Regions from separate parts of the Mus musculus genome. Here region 2 is linked to region 1. Evidence: chromatin contacts called from public Hi-C data. All regions are on one chromosome and are shown on one strand. The core of a region is the stretch at or near the end of the contact, and the rest is flanking DNA. Distances in the headings are between cores, read along the strand shown.

The links. Hi-C and Micro-C count contacts between places; a contact is called where the count stands out from the background.
Region 2: a contact with region 1 is called in a Hi-C map of liver, with 2.8 times the contacts expected there. A contact is called at or near these places in 4 of 39 promoter capture datasets (the C10 cell line, the HPC-7 cell line, embryonic stem cells and 1 more), 5 of 484 Hi-C or Micro-C datasets (bone marrow-derived macrophages, embryonic fibroblasts, embryonic stem cells and 2 more), 6 of 130 datasets of targeted methods (embryonic fibroblasts, embryonic stem cells, extraembryonic endoderm stem cells and 3 more) and 4 of 9 other capture datasets (adipose tissue, embryonic stem cells, liver and 1 more).

Annotation. Positions count from the first base shown.
Region 1 is chr15:66,906,742-66,914,203 of GRCm38.p6, forward strand. Ccn4 (cellular communication network factor 4) reads left to right here. Exons shown (of 5, transcript NM_018865.3): 3 at 6,088-6,348. Among named protein-coding and RNA genes, the nearest start is that of Ccn4, 19 kb to the left of the region's middle.
Region 2 is chr15:67,060,912-67,067,623 of GRCm38.p6, forward strand. No RefSeq gene overlaps it. Among named protein-coding and RNA genes, the nearest start is that of Gm31342, 25 kb to the left of the region's middle.

The DNA of each region.
Region 1 (7,462 bases), core at 3,465-5,964:
CCCACAGCCCTTCAGCTGCCCAGGCTTAGCTGGTCAGGAAACATAGTCCAACCAATCCACAGTTAGAGGCCACAAGATGGATCATACTGGGAAGAGACTAATAACTGCATTCTTCTTGTCCCTAAGATATTATGTCTTGCTCTCTTCCTATTAGAGACATCTCCCTCCCCCAAAGAAGGAGATTCTGCCAAGCAATACTCAAGCCTAGTTCCATTCTCTTGGTAGAAAAGACTCTTCAGTAGATGTCCAATGGCCTATCAAATGATATGGAGACACTGCCATACTTCAAATGCATATATATATACTTAAGAAAGCCATTGACCATGAAATAGAAAAACCAGCAGCCTGCATCATTTCCCAGCAACCCTGCTTTTCCAGTTGCCACCACTACTTTTAACTTGTTGGCCCTTTATTGCTATCACTACATAGTAATGTCTAATGTCTTCTGTGAGATTTTACCTATGCTGTACTATACTATACTATAGCTTGCTATATTAATTTTGTGTCACCTATTACCATTCGTATAGGATAGTTGAAGGATTAGCTCCCTGATGCCATCAGATACCTTTGTTATCTTCCAACTGTCCTTGTCCTGATTTTTAGCTCCGTAATCATGAATGTATTTTATGTTCTGACGACGTTCACTAGAGCCTGAATAATATACATGTTTGAATTGCCACTTTTCATAGTACCATCTGCTCTTCCTGGTGCTTCTAGCTGCCTTTGTTCTCTTTGATTTGGGTGTGTACAGTATCCTTGTGTTTGGAGGAAGACTGTTGTTCATTCTTCACGGGCTCCATCCTGTGTCTTCTGTCCTGGCTCTTCATAGAGACCATGTTTCTGGGAGTTCACTACCTCCTTCTTCTCTCTATTTATTTAGTCTGGATCCTCTCAGCTTTGCCTGGCCGTGTAGTGTGAGCCAACATGACGGCGAACAATGGCCTGCCATATGACATGACAGTCTATCTTCTGAAATATTCCTCCAAATCTTGTAAATACAGAAACTCTCCCCCATGAGTATTCAATCAAGACTCCTCCATAATTCTTGGAACATGTATCCCCTAATATCCGTTCATATACAGTACAGTCCCTAGTCCTACCCAACACCTTAGATTCCCATGGTGGGGGGGGGCATGTTGATGAGATTTGTGTACACAAATCCAAGTCAGTAAACTGTGTCTGAGCCTTCTGGTTCCTTTGTGGCCCTTCCTGTTCATTTTCTTTTATTTTTTTCATCTGTTTAGATTTACATCTTTGGCTTTTCAAATAAATACCCCTGCTTCTCCCATTCTCTGTGATCTTTTCCTCTTGCTGGATTTGTTGTTGTTGTTTTTAATGCCATAAAACATGTTCAAAGAAGACTTGCACCATAACCTGTGCGTATGCACTGATTAAAATGTATTTCCTGAGCATTAGCCCAGACCTGTTTAAATAAACCCCCGAGTCACAGGTCATCTCTGCTTGCTGTGCTAAGACTGACATTATAAGCAGTCATCTACGTTCTTCCATAACCCAGGGAGATGTCACCATCTTCCCTGGGCTGGAATCCCTTATAAGACCAGGCACAGGAGACCAGCTCCTAATTCCTCTCTCTGCTAGCAGGTACTTTAAGGTCATTTGAGAGGTAACTCAGTTCACTGCGATTACACTAATCTCCAAAGCCATAATGGGATCTTACATGCCATAGACATTGTGTCATGGATCCAGAGATTTTCTTTCCTGCTCACCACCCATACCCACCTCACCCTCACAGTTTCCAAATGCAGATCTCACGGCAAACCACTCTCGTCCCTTAGCTCCCTGCCACCAGGAAATTTTCCTTTCCATTTATTTAGGAAAAATAAATAAAACATCAATAATCTCAGGGAAGAATTCAGTAGGTTTAGGCATTTGGCATGAGTTCCCTGGATATGTGGGTTTACAGACCTTGAAATAAATAGAGTAAAACAGGAGTTACAGGGGCTTGAAATATTCCAGCCCATTGTTAAGTTCCAAAAGGTTCCTCCACAGAGCCATTTTCATTTCTAAGTCTAACACTTTACTCTTTCATCCAGGTATAGTCTTACCCATGAGACTCACCACAGCACTCACACAGACACACATCAGGTGCGTTATGTACACACATACATGAGAGAGAGAGAGAGAGAGAGAGAGAGAGGGAGAGAGACAGAGAGAGAGACAGAGAGAGAGACAGAGAGGCAGAGAGAGAGAGAGAGAGAGAGGTGGGTTTGTGTGTGTGTATCATATGTATCATATGTAAACATATGCACATATATACAAAATTCACTCGAGTCCCCTAAGCATTCCCCCAGAAATATGTCATGTCAGAATTCATGAGGGCCAAATACAAAAAACAAAGCAAGTCATGGAAGTGCAGAGCGGCTGTGAGACCCAAGAAAACAGAGCGTCTCGTGCACACAGCCTGTCAGCACGTGATCGGCTTAGCTAGTGGATGGACCCCAGGATGAGCTAAACCTGTCTACAGAGAATTAGGCCAAGACAAGGCAAGTGAAAAACAAGCCATCAGCTGCTGCCACCCAGGGCCCAGGGAGCACAGAAGAGCCATCGGCAAGCCAGTAAATGCCAGCTTTGGCTGTCCATGGTCACCATCCTGGGCCACCGAAGCCAAGCAGAACAGTGAGTCTAGTCTTGCCTCGTCTGCTCAGCTGTCAGGAGGAAACTAGGCTTGCGTATGATTGGTAAACACTAGAGCTACATTCAGAGAAACTTTTTAAAAGGGTGTCCAGGCCAACCTAAACACAGGGATGGGCCCAGTGCCCTCTACTTCAAAAGGTTCCACTATTTCAGTTGCCCAAACACTGCCCTAACAGAGCTTGAACAGGCACCAGGGCAAAAAGGTCTGGCAAAGGAAACATAGTGTTTACAGGCTGATGGGCTTGGGGTTTCAATCACTGCTCTGCTTCTTGCTACAGCTGGCCTTGGGTCACACACCTGAGGATCTTCACTAAATCAGCCTTGAGCAGGGAGAGGTAAGCAGGGGGATGGTAACTGGCTTTTGCTTGCACCATGGGTCATCTCTGCTCTGTCCACTGCTATCCTCCTCCATAGTGAGGAGGTCTCATTCCGGGACCTCCGTACCCTGCGTGTTGCTAAAGGGGGAAAAGGAAAATATAGCATGGTACTTGGGATTAAAAAACTCAAGTTGGAGTCTAATCCTTTTAAACCTCATAGTCCTCAGTAAGGACAAGGTGATGAAGAGTGGAGACCCCTGTGGGAATTCAGGTTGTCACATGCTTAGATACAGTAGGAACTTAGTGGAGGCCAGCGGTCCTGGCATGTGTGTGCCTCTATCCACCCATCTGCCTACTAACTCAGAACAATGTGAAGATGAGGGTATAGGACCAAGCCACATTCCTACTCCAACAAGGCCAAAGATGGTGAGGGGCATGAAGGTCCCAGTAAAGGGGCATGGTGGCTGCAAATCTTTTAGCTCTAAGAAGCCTAGCCAGATCTCATCTGAACTTTCAAGAGAGATTAGAGAGGCGCTGGCTGCTTCCCCTCACCCATGACCAGTCTCCCTGGGAAAGTGGAAAGGCTATATGTGCACAAAGAGGGGCCTTCTTCTGCTGATGGATAATGCATGCTCATCACAGCCCTGATCTCCCCTTGGTCTATGTGGGACAGTTTTATCAGCTGCCCGTGCGTCCCCATTAACCAGTCTACAGAGATGCCATTTCCTAGGCACAATAGTACTTGACTTTGGATGCACACTAGACTCACACTAGAAGGCATTAAAGAAGACCAACACTGAGGAAAGCAGTGGCCCAGCATCTAGGCCTACCTCATGTTATGTAGCCTGGGTATTAGCATTTTTACAGGTTGTTCTGTGAGTTCCTGTAAGCTGATGAAAGGAAAGATAGATTGCTTTGTCATTGACTCCAGAGCCCAGGAATGGTGTCTTTACACATGAGGGCAAAACATAAACTTCAGCTTTCTCACCACCAATACACACACACACACACACAGAGAGAGAGAGAGAGAGAGAGAGAGAGAGAGAGAGAGAGAGAGAGAGAGAGAGAGAGATTCATACAGTCATGCACGTATCTGTTTACACAACATATACATACATGGTCTTGTAAACAAATACATATACAAACTAGCAAGTGCACATTCACATGTACACATATGCACATACACACCTTCCTGGCATCTGAGAGAGTGGCAGGGTGACTGAGGAGGCAAAGCTCAAGGGCCTCCTCACATCCTGCTTTCTGTTTTCTCTTCCTGATCATCCCCCTTCCTCTCCTCTCATCTCCCTCCTCTTCTGATGTCAGGTAAAAAGAAGGACTTGGGTTTGCTGTTTCCACTCTGTCATTCACCAGCTCTTTGAGCCAATGAATCCCTTCCTTTCCCAGCCCTCTCCTGTCCCTGTGAAGTAAACAAAGCTCTCCTGATGAAGTCATCACTGGAGACCTGAGTGAGGTCATGGACCAGAAGCTGTGTCAGCGTGTGCCAGCACCTGCTTCCTGGCTATTCGGAGAATGGTAGCAATGGAGAGATAGACGTACATACTTGGGCATACTGCTCCTTGGCCAGATTGCACCAATGTCACCTTGCTGAGACTGTCTTGTTATACATAACAATGGAAACAACAAAGTGTTTCCTAACAAAACAAAATGTGCCAGGAAACACAGAAGTCATTGCTCCTGCCAGGAACTCTGATGCTTACTGCCAGCCACCACTCCCACCAATCCCAGAGACGCGACAGAGTTACTGCAATCAGCAGGCTCTTAACTGTCCCTTCTCTGTGGGCATTCTTGTCCCAGGACCCCTTGCCTACAGTTCCAGATGCTATTCCCAAGGAACACATAGCACCAAGGTTAGAGTCTGACCCAGTGGTTTGCCAAGCCACAAAAGGCCAGCTTGCATAACCAACTACACAGTTATATCTTATGTCTAATGAAGACTGGCCCCAGTCTCAGGTCCTCCAGAGATGATGGAAGATCTCATTATTTCAGACTGAGTACAGAGTGCTGAAAGTCTTCCTTGACTCCTAAGAGTCTTTGCCAATGTGTCTGGAAGCTGAGCTTCCTCATTGCTTTGGTTTGACCCAATCTCTGCTTGGGTCACTGTGATGCCATCCTGTAGCCTTCTCCGGCCTATTGTGTACTTAGTACCACAAGTTTTCTTGTGAAGTATATAATTCATCTCATTCATTCAAGTTACTTATTGAACACCTACTTGTGCCAGGAAGAATTATAGAAACTGACAGTTCCACTTCCTCTAAGACAGAAGGAAGCTATATCTGGTCTTCTCCAACACACCTATTTCTTTCTCTCTTCCTGTCTCTCTTCCACCCCAACCTCCCAAGGTTACTCCATCACCAGGCTCTTACACCTCTAATAGATGTCCTCCCTAGCAGCAAGAATGTCATCAGCTCCTGGGCTGGCTTCCTCTCTTTCTGGTCTTTGCTGAAGGAAGCCCTCTCACATCCATAGGATCTTCCTTACCCACTTGCTCTCAGTCTATAGCCACGTGTACACCCAATACCCTGTTCCCTTATCTCCCAACACTTATCACAGTGGCTGTCACCATCAACAATCACTCCTACAACCACTGAACCATCTTCCCACTATATTGTGAGAACTTCAAGGACCAGTCCATTGTTATTCTGTTCAGCACTGGGTCTCCGGCTCCACAGTCAGTACTGAAGAAGGCAGCCCACTTCGTTCCTGGGTTCTGGTTCCTGTGTATGCCTTCCTCCTTCAGACAGGCATGCACCAGTACCAGTGTTGGCAACACTGTAGGAATAAAGATATCTGAGCTCTAGCACTAAGGTGCTTGACCCTTCCACCCAACATTCAGCATGGTCATCAATGGCTGTCCCCTGATGTCATGGGCACCTTCACAGTACCCTCTCTCCCTTTCTCCCTGTTGCACCCCATCTCTTCACATGACTCTCTCTTTGTCCTTGGGGTGCAGCCAGATGATATGTGGACCAGGCCCTCTTTTCTCATATGAGCGATTTCTTGGCATGGCATCTTAGGCAGAGGGAAACTGCACAGAAGTAGCTTGGCACAGAGCCCATACCTCCTGGCCTGACATGTCTGCTACCTGTGTTTGCAGAGGTGGTCGGTGTGGGCTGTGTCCTGGATGGCGTACGCTACACCAATGGCGAGTCCTTCCAACCCAACTGCAGGTACAACTGTACCTGCATTGATGGCACGGTGGGCTGCACACCGCTGTGCCTAAGCCCCAGGCCCCCACGCCTCTGGTGCCGCCAGCCCCGGCACGTGAGAGTCCCTGGCCAGTGCTGTGAGCAGTGGGTGTGTGATGATGACGCAAGGAGACCACGCCAGACTGCACTGTTGGACACCAGAGCCTTTGGTAAGTGTGGGCAGGGGCAAGTGAAATCCCTGAATATAATAGAGCTCCTAAATTCCAAATGTTCTCTTCATAAATCAAGTCCCCAGGCCATTACTCTCTCCACAACTCACCAGTTATATGGCCTTATGGATATGTTGTCTGGAACCCAAATTTTCCATCTATAAAATCCAAATGACACCATCTTTCCTGCCTACCTTGGGGGGGGGGGGCTTCTCCTAACTTAAAAGCCTGGCATGACATTTTCAGTCCTCTATTATCTTATTAAAGTATCCCAGGGAGTGGGTAGGGACCTAGAAAGAGGAGCAGGTGGCAGTGCCTTGGAAGGAGTAGATGAACTTTCCAGATAACTCAAGGGTTCTACTGCTATGGTCATGTGAGCAGATGAAAATTTATCTAGGTGAGTCTAAGAAGAAGAAGCCCTGTGAGGGAAGACAGGGATGTGATTTATTCACCATTTATTCACAGGTGCACTTGCTCCAAGATATTTGGAAAATATCCAGCTGGTATTTGCAGAGGTAGCCAGATAGGTTTTTGGCTCTAGGTGGCTAGATAGATGAATGAATAGATCACAGATAGATGATGGGTGTATGCTACATCAGCAATATATAGATATATGGATAGATGCTTAGAGGAGAAGTGGTGGGAGAAGGGGAGTGAAATAGATGGATAACTGGATATAAGATGAATGAGTGGGTGGGTGGATGGATGGATGGATGGATGATAGCTAAATCAATGGGTATATGAAGGCATGCATGGAGATGAAATGGTTATAGACTAGATGAAAACAGATATGTGGAATAAGATTCATACATACATACATACATACATACAAATATACATACATAGGTAGATACATAGATAGATGATAGATAATTACAATGGATGGATAGGTGACATATGGGTAGATAAAGGATAAATATGCACAGATGGTGTCTGATTGGATGATGGTGGATATTTATGCATAGTTAGGCTTTTGAACTAGGGCAGAGGGGACAACAGGGAAGAGAGGATAAGGACAAGAAGCAGTGCTGGAGAACACCTCAAGGCCTGGCACCTGTGCTGCGTGTGGCATGGTGGGAGGAATCAGGGTGGCTCCTGGGGCTGGCCACTGCCC
Region 2 (6,712 bases), core at 505-3,004, 150 kb after region 1:
ACACACACACACACACACACACACAAACACACACACACACACACAGAGTCTATCTATCTATCTGTCTGTCTGTCTGTCTGTCTGTCTGAATATCAATCTTCCCCCTTTAAAGTGTAGCTCATGTGTCACCCCATGAGGTCTACTGAGTTCATAAGGATTCTCACTGGGAACAAGTTGTCCCACTGTAGGGACAACTTGTACTAGAAGGGATTCAACCTGAGTGGAGAGGCATGCATAGTTAGAGGCTGAGTTCAGTAAGTGATAAGAAGAGATAGGAAGAGGCAGCAGAGGAAGCAGCCACTGTACCTTATAGGATCTTACAAACACAGCAGAAACTGGCTTAGGCCACAGTGTCCAAAAGCCAACACATGTTTAATTTTTTAATTTATTATATTTTAAATGATGTATGAGTGCACATGTGTGAGTGTAATGTGTCTGTGTAATCCAGATGTGTGAGATCTCCCTGGAATTGGAGATACAGATGGCTGTGAGCCACCTGACATAAGTGCTTGGGAACTGAATTCCAGTCCTCTATAAAAGCAGTACTCACTCTTAGTGACTGAACAGTCTCTTCAACCCCCAGATGGCTTTAAGTATGCATAGTCCCTGTTTAATCTTCCCAATTATTTGTCTTCCATAGATGCAAGTCATGACGGTCATTTGTCCAATCACAAATCTTAACCACATATAAAGATATAGGTTTTGGAATATTCCATAGAAGCTGCTGCCTTGAGTCAACAGTCTTCGCTGTCCTGTTATGAACATTGGCCAGCTGTGAAGTGGCTACTCAAGTTGTTCATGGAGTCTACCTCTGTCTTGGTAGCCTACACAGCCAGTCCCAATAGCAATCTTTATCTTGCAATGACATCAAGCCCAATACTTACCTAGGTATAATCACAGCATTTTGTGAGTTCAGGAAATGCAAAGCTGCCATTGTCAGAACTGTAGCTCCCTCTGTGTCCCAGAATGGTGAGCCCAAATCCCTTCCATTCCTATAAGAGTCTCCCCTCAAGACTTCAAAGTCTTTTATACTGAATTTAGAAACAGTACTGGGGAGTGTGGGTACTGTGATATCCAAAGAGCTAGAAGAACACCCCAAGACTTTCCCTGCCCCTATTTTGTCTATGGTATCTGTGTCCATTCTATGGCCACTGGCCACACCTTTCTCTGCTCTAACCCCAAACTTCCTCTGGCTACACTGTGACCCAGCTCTCTGGTGAGCCATCATTTCTCTATCTCTCAGTGACCTCTTTGTCCTCAAACTTAACATAGCTTTATGCCAACAGATATGGAAAAAGATATGCTGAGGGTATAGGGTACCCCTCCCCACCAAGGGTCAGTATATATTATCTTACTAATACTCAGATGTTTTAGTAACTTCAGCTTTTGGATAGGTAAACTGAGGCTAAGCGGGATAGAATGACTTGTTCAGGACCAGGTACACTGAGCGAGCATACATTCACATCTGGTCCTGACTCTGAATGGTGGCTAGGACTATCTCTTTTGCCACAAGAGTATGAGCTGCTCAGACTCACTGTCTGCATCCCCAGTGACGTGAAATGTAGCCTATTACTCCCACTGAGCACCTAGGTCATGGGACTCAGAGGTAGAAGAAGTATGGTAATGACTGCCAGGAAGAAGCTGCAGAGCAAAAAAAAAAAAAACCCAAAAAACAAAAACGGTTCAGAGTCCACACCCTGAGTCACACTGACACAGTTCTAGCCCCGTCATGTGACATCAGTGCTTCACGCTTGAGCAGGTAGCACAGCTCTCCTGACCCTAGTTTCCAGTTCCAAACTGGAAAAACCATTGTCCTCTCTCCCAGGGAGTGTGATGAGGTGGAAAAGTTTATAAACAAGAGGGAGACCCATGGTATCTCTGTGCTGGAGGCCATGGGTCCAATCTGAATTCCAACCCCTATCAAGCATTAATGAGATATTTCCATCCCTCACTAAATGAAAAGCAGGAAATGTCAATCAACCCAGAAGTTTTAAATGTCATCAAGAGTCTAACAGTATGAAAATGCTCAGGGTTTTTTTTTTTTTTTTTTTCTTCCTTAGCCACTCATCAACATCCAGGAAGCTTTCACACTAATCAATAACAGATAATCAACACATGCTGTTGCCAGCAGCAGAGGCACCAGATTGTTCTGGCACAGGTTGCACAAAACAGCAATGCCAGAAAGAAAAAAAAAATGCTTTAACAGGGCTTTGGAGATAGCTCGGTGGATAAAGCGCTCACTATGTTAGAGTGGGGATCTGTGTTCAGATCCCTGGGATTCGTGTAAAGTTGGGCTTTGGTACCACGTGTCTTATTCCATCATCCCATTATCAAGATGAGAGATAGAGATAGGAGAATTCTAGCAAGCTTGTGAGTCAGATAAGCCAGTGTACACAACATTGCGCAACAACAGCAGCAGCAGCCGCAGTAGCAGCAACAACAACAACAACAATAAAATCCTGTCTCAAACAAGATAGAAGGCAAGGACTAACACCCAAGATTTTCTCCGATCTCTCTGTCGTGACATTCATGCTATGTGGCACATAATGCCTCTTTACTCCCACACATGAACACGCACACACAAAGACAGAGCGGTGGTGGCGCACACCTTTGATCCTAGCACTTGGGAGGCAGAGACAGGCAGATTTTTGAGTTCAAGGCCAGTCTCATCTACAAAGTGAGGTACAGGACAGCCAGGACTAAACAGAGAAGCCCTGTCTTGAAAACCAAAAAAAAAAAAAAAAAAAAAAATTTTTTTTCGACAAGCAATTGCAAACAAAACAATAGAGACCCTTTCAAGAAAGCCATTTTATAACAAGATAGAATATACAGGGAAGAAACAAATGGAAATTTGGAACTGAATAATGCCACAACTGAACTGAGAAGGATGGACACAAGCTCAGAGCAAGGGTGTGTGGTGTGTGTGTGTCTGTATGTGCACATGTGTAATATGCATATATGTGTAGTGTCCATGTGCATGTGTGTGCATATACAGTGTGTGTATAGGAGTTTGTGTGTGTGTGTGTGTGTGTGTGTGTGTGTGTGTGTGTGTGTAGTATACATCTGTGGAGCCGAGAAGTTATCATCATCTGCCTTCTTCAATTGCTTTCTACCTTACCTTTTGGGAGAGAATCTCCCATCTTACTTTTGGGAGAGAATCCAGAGATCTGAATTCAGCTAAACTGCTTGGTCAGAACGTCCCAGGATCCTGTTATCTCCACTTCACTAGTGCTAGGGTAACAGGTGTACACTGCCATGCCTCGAGTTGACAAGTATTGGGGATCAATCGCAGCTCTTTGTGGCTGCACAGCAAGCAAAGACTTAGTCATCTTCCCAGCCCAGGGATGTAATCTTAACTTCAAGTTTAGTCTCCCCTATTTTCTGAAGTATTCTAAAGGACCGGGAAACCTTGGAACCCTGTGACCACCACTACATCCTGAGGACACAGACCCAGGCCTGACTCCATGGCTTGCTTGACTCTTAATGAAATCTGGTTGGCTGTGAGGCCACAATTGACAGATAAAGCACATGAAGCAGAAAACTCCTCCTCCTGTGTTAATTTGCAGGGAGCACGGTGCCAATTCCTGGGGTCGGGACATGATTTCTAGTGCAAGCTGGTTGTTCTTGGGGTCAATAGAAGACCTTATCTAACAATGGTCTCTCCTCTAGGGGGATGCCAGCCCATAGGGAAAAATTTGGAAGATACCACCTGCGGGGGTGACCAAACCATCATGGAACCTTGAATATGATCCCCATTTTTCATCCTGGAAAACTGAGACACCAAGTGGGAGAGAGTGAGCTCAGAGCCTGTTTGAGTGTGTGGTGTCAGAATGAAATCTAGGTCTTTGGGTTAGACTTTCTCACCTTCAGTTCAGGAATGTGTTAAAGCTTGGACTGAATTCCCAGTTTCAGGTACTCATCCTGACTTAGAAAGAAGGAAAACAAGAAGCTATTGCTACCTTGTATTTATTCAGAAAATAGTTTCCTAGCTCCATATTTTCTCCAAGGTTCATAGTATGTGTTGTTTGTGTGGTATGAACCACTCCAAATCCCAGTGGCCTAAGGCTGTAGACTTTGGACATCATCCATAAGTCCATAGGTCAGTGAGTAGTTGTAGACAACAACATCATGTCAGGCTTGGCTGATCTTGGTTAAGTTTTCTGCTACATCAGTAGGAGGTTTTGAAGAGTCTTATTTGCTGGGTGCAGGCTGTACCCTACTCTAAGTTACTCCATATTGTATAAACAGTGGATATTCAGGCTTTGGGAGGCCTTAGGAGACTCCAACTTAGAAGCAACTTTTGACTCCATTTGGAAGAAGGCTGAAGACTGAATCCCCTGGGGGCATGACACAAACAGGCCCAGAAATATCTGAGCTTCACAGACTGATGAATAACTTATTCCTGAGAGTAGAATGGGGGCCCTCTATACATTTATCAGTTTAAAATGAGAGAGTAAGGACATGTGGGCATAATAAAACCCCCAGAGGGAAACCAGGGCTGAGAACTTATCAGACACACTAGACCAAAGAAAGTGGAACTGCCTTGCCTTGACCTCATAAAATGGTAGACAGCCAACAGCACATGTGCCGTACCTGATACCTGGTGTGTATCAAGGACTGACAAAGGACACCTGTCCGTTCTTGGAGCTTCAGCTTGGGTCCTGCTACTGACTCAGGCTACCTGAGTGCCTGCTTTCCATGGCTAACTCATCTGGGCCTCCGTAGAGGTCTCTTTCAGTGCTAGACTTAGGCACCTCATCTGACAGTATAGATCCTATTAACATTTTTATTCTGAGGTGCTATAAATCTTAAAACTTGGCAAATCACAAGTATGCATATTTATATCCGTACATTATGTATATATGAGAGATTTATTGTGCAATATTTGACAGGTGATATGATAGTTAATATTAGTAATTAAGATTGGAAATAAAGAAGCTGCATTCACGTTGGCCAGATCACCAAGATAAGTGGGGTTATCTAGCAAACTGCTGCCATTGAAACTTCAGTACCTTGTAAATTTACTATTATTCAATAGATTTGGGCACTGTGGAAAAATACAGCTGTGGTGCTTTGAATGACAAATGTCCCCTATAGGTTCACAGATCATGGTTGGTGGTGCTATGTGGGGAAGCATGTCACTGTGGGCAAACATGGGGCATTTGTAGCCCTGTCTAAGTTCTAGTTTACTTTCTCTGCTTCCTGTATGTGACTGAAGACTCAGTCTCTTAGCTTCCTTATTAAGCTGCCTGTTGCCATTCATTTCTCCCTCAATTATGGACCCTCTCTCTGGTACCATAAACCAAAATATATTCTTTATTTCATAAGTTTCTTTTAATCATGGTGTTTTATCACAGCAATGAAGCATAACTAATATTGAAAACTGCTGAACCTTCTATTAGTGTATCTTATTGTTATTCAACAAATTCTGACCTTGTGGAAAGACCCAACCATGGTTGTCTATGTTTCTGACTGAATGTGCTCATGGCATTCAGCAGTTAGAGGTGTCAAGATGACTGGCTCACCTCTCCCTTTTCTCCAGTAGACTAGCCCAGGCTTCATGTTTGTCTTAGTCAGGGTTTCTATTCCTGCACAAAACATTATGTCCAAGAAGCAAGTTGAGGAGGAAGGATTTATATAGTTTACACTTCCACATTGTTGTTCATCACCAAAGGAAGTCAGGACAGGAACTCACACAGGGTAGGAACCTGGAGGTAGGAGTGGATGCAGAAGCCATGGAGGAATGCTGCTTACTGGCTTGCTTCCCCAGACTTGCTCAGTTTGCTTTCTTATAGAACCCAAGACTACTAGCCCAGGGACGGCACCACCCACAATGGGCTAGGCCCTCCGTCCTTGATCACTAATTGAGAAAATGCCTTACAGCTGGATCTCATGGAGGCATTTCCTCAATGGAGTCTCCTTTCTCTGTGATAACTCCAGCTTGTGTCCAGTTGACACACAAAACCAGCCATGACAATGTTGGGCAGGCTCTGGAGAAACAAGTGGACACTGAGAAGTTCAAGGTCTCAAAGCTCTCTGTTTCCAGCTTGACAGCCTCACCCTGCAGATTCTTTTGGCCTCACACGCATCAGGAGCTACCAAGGCTCCAGGCATGGGGACGACATTCCATCTCTTGATCATCAGCTATAAAACTGCACTTCTAAGAGTCCAGATGCAGGGTGACTGACAACCGGGTCACTATTGCAATCCATCCTTGGGCTGCTTTAATGACATCACTTCTGTTTCTCTCTGGCTCTCCAGGGCTGTGAGAGATGCTTTGGTCAATAAGAGGAAGCCTGCCACTTTTGGGTGAGGCCTTGGGTATGATTCTCCATGTCTCCTCCTTTTGTTTATGGAGAACAAGGCCAAAAGAGGGATGGGGGCGTTCTCTGGGATGAGACCCCAAGTGACTGTGACATTCAGAATCTCCACCTCCCACCCTGTCCCTGACACATTGTTCACTAGCATTGGAAGACCGTTAACAGAAAGCTATATCCTTTTGGTTAAAGAAGAAGAAGAAGAAGAAGAAGAAGAAGAAGAAGAAGAAGAAGAAGAAGAAGAAGAAGAAGAAGAAGAAGAAGAAGAGGAGGAGGAGGAGGAGGAGGAGGAGGAGGAGGAGGAGGAGGAGGAGGAGGAGGAGGAGGAGGAGGAGGAGAAGAAGAAGAAGAAGAAGAAGAAGAAGAAGAAGAAGAAGAAGAAGAAGAAGAAGAAG